Linked DNA regions of Oryctolagus cuniculus: region 2 is linked to region 1. Evidence: chromatin contacts called from public Micro-C data. All regions are on one chromosome and are shown on one strand. The core of a region is the stretch at or near the end of the contact, and the rest is flanking DNA. Distances in the headings are between cores, read along the strand shown. Region 1 holds the start of CHMP6 (charged multivesicular body protein 6). Region 2 holds the start of ENDOV (endonuclease V).

Region 1 (2,763 bases), core at 198-2,697:
TGTATTTTACAACCCTGTACAAGTGTAGAACCTCGCGTAGCTCCCAGCTGTACTACCGAGAGTGGGCACCAGGTGGAGCCTGGCCGAGTTCCGCGCAGCGCGCAGGCGTTGGCAGAGACGCGGGTCCGTGTGGGGTGGGCTCTGGGGGAGTTGGGCTGGGGGCTGTGCTGGGGCAGGGACCCCTGAGCCCGGGGCCGGGGTGGGGGCGCTGGGCCCCGTCTCACTGCTGGTCCACGGAAACTCGGAATCTGAGTCCTGGCCAGATGGCGGAGGCCGGCCCGCACACCCGGGCGCCGAAGCCAGGAGGCCGAGCCTGCAGGGCCCCGCTCACCCCACGGCCGGGCTCCCGCTCCCCGGGGTGACGGAACAAGACCTCTAGGCTGACAGTCGGCAGCCCCCGAGGCGGGGGCAGGCGGCGGGGCCTCAGCTCTCAGCCAGGCCCCCCGGGGACATGCACCTGCTCCGGCCGCAGGCCCCCCGGGGACATGCACCTGCTCCCGGCCGCAAGTGCCCACACAACACGCTGGCTCCCACTGGCCGCCGGTTCCCGGGGCCCCAGAACACCCCGGGGGCTGATGGGAGCGGCCCCAGGAGCCCACAGACCCTTCCCGCAGCCCCGCCCAGGTCTGCCCCAGGGCAGGCGAGGTGGGAGGGCTCCAGGGGGCCAGAGGACCCCTCCCTCCCACGTAACTGGCCCTGCGTCTAGACAGAGGCTGGGTGGATCCCGGGCAGAAACCAGGGACGAGGAAGCAAGGGGCCGCGTCCTCTCCCGAGGGGGTCAGCAGCCCCGCTGGCCTCCCTGGCACCGACCCCCAGGGACGGGAGTCCCGGCTGCGGTGGGAGAAGCAGCGGCCGCGCGGTTCTGAGTCCAGGGCTGGCGCTGTGCCGCAGCGGGTTAAAGCCCTGGCCTGAAGCGCCGGCATCCCATATGCTCACAGGTTCGAGTCCCGGCTGCTCCACTTCCGATCCAGCTCTCTGTTGCGGCCTGGGAAAGCAGTGGAGGATGGCCAAGTCCTTGGGCCCCTGCACCCACGGGGGGGACCCGGAAGAAGCTCCTGGCTTCGGACTGGCGCAGCTCCAACCATTGCGGCCATCTGGGGAGTGAACTGAAGGATGGAAAATCTCTCTCTGTCTCTACCTTTCTCTGTAACTGTCTTTCAAACAGATAAAATAAATATTTTAAAAAAATACTTCTGAGTCCAAAATGTCCAGTGGACACTTGCTGGTGCCGGCGCCGTGAACTTGAACTCAACTTCCTATCTGTCTACACCCGCCCGCCCGTCTCGGCCAGCGTGGTCTTTTGCGGGGCTGGGCTGCGCAGAAAGCACGTCGGATGACCCGCGCCGCCGCCCGCCCGGCCCGCGGACTCGAACCCGAGGCGCGCCGGGGCGGGCGGGCGCGCGACTTCGCGTTCCGCGGCGCACGGCCCCGCGCGGCCGCCGTCGTCCGAGCTCCGCCTCCGACGGCGGCCGCGAGGCGGCGGCGATCGGGCGAGCCGGGCCGGGGCGCGCCGGGCGGGGGCGCGGGGCCGTGCGGCGCCGTCATGGGCAACCTGTTCGGCCGCAAGAAGCAGAGCCGGGTGACCGAGCAGGACAAGGCCATCCTGGTGAGGGGCCGGCCCGGGCGCGGGCGGGAGGCCTCGGTGGGCGTGGCCGGGGCCTGGTCCGGTCCTGCGGGGCAGCAGGTGGGGGACCCCGTGCGCCGGCCGCCCGGGGGTCCCCAGGGCCGTGGCGCGGGCGGAGGGCGGTGCCCGCACCCCGAAGGGGCGGCGGTCACGCGTTTCCTGGGCTGGGGGGCAGGCCCGGCAGGCGCCCGCCCCAAGGGGCAGTGTGGCCGCCCGGCGCCCCCGTTTTCCCGGGGGACTGGCGGAGGGGTCGGCTTCCGTCCGCGGGTCCGCCCCAGGTCCCCGCCGGGAGCCGGCGGGCCCCCACGTGGGTGCAGGGCCCCGGGGCGCGGGCAGCCCGGGTGGGGTCTGAGCCCGCAGCCAAGCCCCCTGCCTCGGGCCTCTCTCTGACCTGAGACAGGACCCGGTGTCCAGCCCGAGGCCGTGGCCCCCGCGGGCTCCGGCCACGCGGCCTCTGAAGGCTGGGGTGGCAGAGTGGGCACCGCCGCAGCGCAGGGCGCAGAGCCCCGCCCAGCCCCCCGCGCTGGTCCCGGCTAGAGACAGGGCCTGCCCCCCCCCCCCCGCATCCGGACGGCGACACTGGGAAGGGCCGAGCCGCCGTGGGTCCTCGCGGGCAGCCGGCCTGCAGCCCCCCGTGACCGGGGAGGGCTGGGGGCCACGCCGCCGTGCGCGCGACTCCGTGCCCGGCTGGGGCTGGCCCAGGACGCAGGACCAGGTGGCGCCTGCGGGCAGCGCCCCCTGCTGGTGGCCGGGCTGACCTGGCGTTCCCCGCAGCAACTGAAGCAGCAGCGCGACAAGCTGAAGCAGTACCAGAGGAGGGTCGCCCAGCAGCTGGAGCGGGAGCGGGCGCTGGCGCGGCAGCTGCTGCGGGACGGCCGGAAGGAGTGAGGGGCGGGCCGGGGGCGGGCCGGGGCGGGAAGGAGGGCGGGGCGGGGGCGGGAAGGAGGGCGGGGCAGGGGCGGGAAGGAGTGAGGGGCGGGGCGGGAAGGAGTACGGGGCGGGGGCGGGAAGGAGGGCGGGGCGGGGGCGGGAAGGAGGGCGGGGCGGGGCCTGGGAGGGACTGCCGGAAAGAGTGAGGGGCGGGCCGGGGGCGGGGCCGGGGCGGGAAGGAGTGAGGGGCGGGGCGGGGGCGGGTCCTG
Region 2 (2,763 bases), core at 144-2,643, 440 kb before region 1:
TTCCCCACCCCTCGGGGCTCATTAATTCTGCTCACACAGGAGGAATCCGGTTCCCAGCTGGAAAAACAAAGGCGGGCACCGAGGACGCCTGCTCTGCTCGCTTATTTAATTTGGGTTTGTGTATGTGTTCACTTAAAGGCAGAGTGAAGGAGCTGTTCCATCTGGGATTCACTCCAAAGGCCAGGACAGCCAGGGCTGTGCCAGGTGGGAGCCAGGAGCTCCACCCTCGGCCTCCCACGGGGGTGCAGGCGCCCAAGCCTTCCCCAGGCCACCAGCAGGAAGCTGGGTGGAGGCGGACCGGCCTGAGCCACAGAACCAGCTGCCTGCTCGCCTCGGAGCACGAGGGAGTGTCCTGGAAAGACATCAGGGGCCAGGGCGGCCATCAGGGCCCCTGCTGGGCACGGGCTGCCCTGCCCGGAGACCCTGGCCCCTGCCTTCACACCTGCACTCAGGGGAGGGTTAGCCCCAGTAGCTCTCCGGTAGCTCAGGCCGCGAGGGACTGAGTGACCACACCTGAGGGCCCCTGGGTCCTGGCCACTCTGTAACAACAAAGTGGGCACAGACCACCCAGCGGGGCCTCTGGGAGCCCCGTGGCTCCCAGTCCCAGCCCAGCGACCTTGGGCGAGGTGCTCAGCCTCCTGCAGGCTCCGGGGAGGGGCAGTGTGGATCACCGGGACCTGCGTGGCGGCACAGTCAGTTACGCTGCCACCTGCGGCGCGGGTTCGAGTCCCGGTTCCCTGCTGATGTGCTGGGAGGTCAGTGGAGGAGGCCCGGGTGCTTGGGCCCCTGCACCCGCGTGGGAGACCCGGATGGAGCTCCTGGCTGCATCTGGGGAGTGAACAGCGGATGGAAGACCTCTCTCTCTCTCTCCCTGCCTCTCCTCTCTCTTTCCAATAAATAAATAAATCTTGTTGATCACTGACGCGCCGGGAAGCCACGAGACGAAGCCGTGACCCCAGCGCCCGGCTCGGCGTCGGCCCCACGGGGGCGCCGGGCTCATTCAACCGAGGAGCTCGGGCCGGGTCTGCCAGCTCCAGACGCGCCCCACTTCCCTCGGCGCGCGAGGGTCCCTGCGCAGCAAGATCCGGCCCCGGTGAGCCGCGCGCAGGGAGACCCGGGGCCCCGGGGGCCACCGAGGCCGGGAGCCGCGGCTGGCTGTCGTTGCTCTGAGGGAGCGGGGTCCAGCCGGAGCCAGAGGGGCTGCCCGGCGCGCTCCCCACAGGGCCTGGGGCCGCCAGGGGCACAGCCGAGGCGGCGGCGACAGGGACGCCGGGTGGGACGGGCGGCCGGATCGGCGGTCCGGCGGCTGCTCTCGCTGGCCACGGCCCCGGCCGTCCGCGGCGAACAGATCCAGGCCACATGGCGCGCAGGGTCGCCTCGGGGCCGGAGGCGTGCGTGTGCGGCCGCACAGGGCCCCGCGTTCACGCCACGAAAGTCCCGGCACCGCGGCGCCATGACAACGAGGAAGGCGGCGCCTGCGCGGGGGCACCGGAAGTGACGTTTCCGGAAGGGCGACCGGGGCCCAGCCATGGCCCAGAAGGCGGCGGAGCGGCCCCCGGAAGAAACCCTGCTGCTCTGGAAACGGTACTGGGATCCGGGAGACGCGGGCGCGGGGCCGGGGCCACGCTGCTGTCCGCCGGCGCTCGGACCCTGTATCCCTGGCTGTGGCGTTGGCGCGGCCGGAACGCGAGCGGCCGAGGCTGGGAACCGCTTCCGGCGCCAGGGCGAAAGGGCCTTCGGGAGTTGTAGTCCGCCGGCGGCGTGGTTCCCGCTTCCGGCCCCGCGTGTCCGGGGCGCGCGTGGGCGGGGTCCGCTGGCGCCTCGCGGTGCGGTGCGGCGGGGCAGGCCCCGCTTTGGGTGGGAGGGAGGTCGCGCGGAGGGGAGCGCGGGGTTGGCAGTGGCCGCGGCCCGCTGTGACCCGTCCGCCCCCCTAGGGAGCAGGCCCGGCTGCGGGCCCGCGTCGTCGACCGGGACACGGAGGCGTGGCAGCGGGACCCCGGCTTCTCGGGGCTGCGGAGGGTCGGGGGCGCCGACGTGTCCTTCGTGAAAGGGGACAGCGCCAGCGCCTGCGCGTCCCTGGTGGTGCTCAGCTTCCCCGAGCTCCAGGTAACCGGGCGGCGCAGCCCCAGGGCCCGGACCCTCGCCGGCCCGGCCCGGCGTGGCGTGGCCGGGGGCCTCTGAGTGGCAGAGACACGAAGGGCATCCTCTGATGGTCAAGGCTCCACCTCCTGGTCTTTGCCTGCGTCTGGCGTGGTCAAGGCTCCTCACCCCGGAGGCGGCGGCAGCACACCCCTGGGTGCCCCCGCTGGGAAGGACCCCTGCCTTCCCCTCACGCCCACCAGCATCCGTCCCCTGGGCACAGCCCCCTGCCCTGCAGAGCGCTGTCCCTGGAAAGCCAGGGGTTACCAGGGGTCGGGTCACGTGGTGAATGCCCTGCGGCCCTAACCCTGCGGGCTCAGCGCCCAGCACCGGCGCCCGCCCTCCCCCTGCTCGGCCACTCGGGTCTGGCTGCCCGGTCTTTCCCCAGCTTTGCTCTTCCATCACGTGGCCGACGCCTGCCCACCCCCCACCGCCCGGTGTGGGCCAGGAGCCCCCCTCTCGGTTCCCTCCCCGGTCAGCTCGGGGTGCCAGCATGGTCAGTGGTGAGGGCCTCGGCCAGGTGGCCCTGTCAGCTTCGTGCTGTGGCCTCGCGTGACCTGGTCACCTCCCCAAGGCCCCGTCACAGTGCCGTCACCGTGGGTTAGCAGGCCAGCGTGTGGATTT

The links. A called contact is a pair of places that touch in the nucleus more often than the background predicts.
Region 2: a Micro-C map of ear pinna shows a contact between it and region 1, with 5 times the contacts expected there. The contact joins the promoter of ENDOV here to the promoter of CHMP6 in region 1. A contact is called at or near these places in 2 of 6 Hi-C or Micro-C datasets (ear pinna and an unstated tissue).

Annotation. Positions count from the first base shown.
Region 1 is chr17:1,489,027-1,491,789 of mOryCun1.1, reverse strand. It overlaps CHMP6 (charged multivesicular body protein 6), which reads left to right and starts at 1,447. Exons shown (of 8, transcript XM_051830527.2): 1 at 1,447-1,606; 2 at 2,399-2,508. The coding sequence starts at 1,544.
Region 2 is chr17:1,929,179-1,931,941 of mOryCun1.1, reverse strand. It overlaps ENDOV (endonuclease V), which reads left to right and starts at 1,393. Exons shown (of 9, transcript XM_051830611.2): 1 at 1,393-1,584; 2 at 1,935-2,106. The coding sequence starts at 1,529.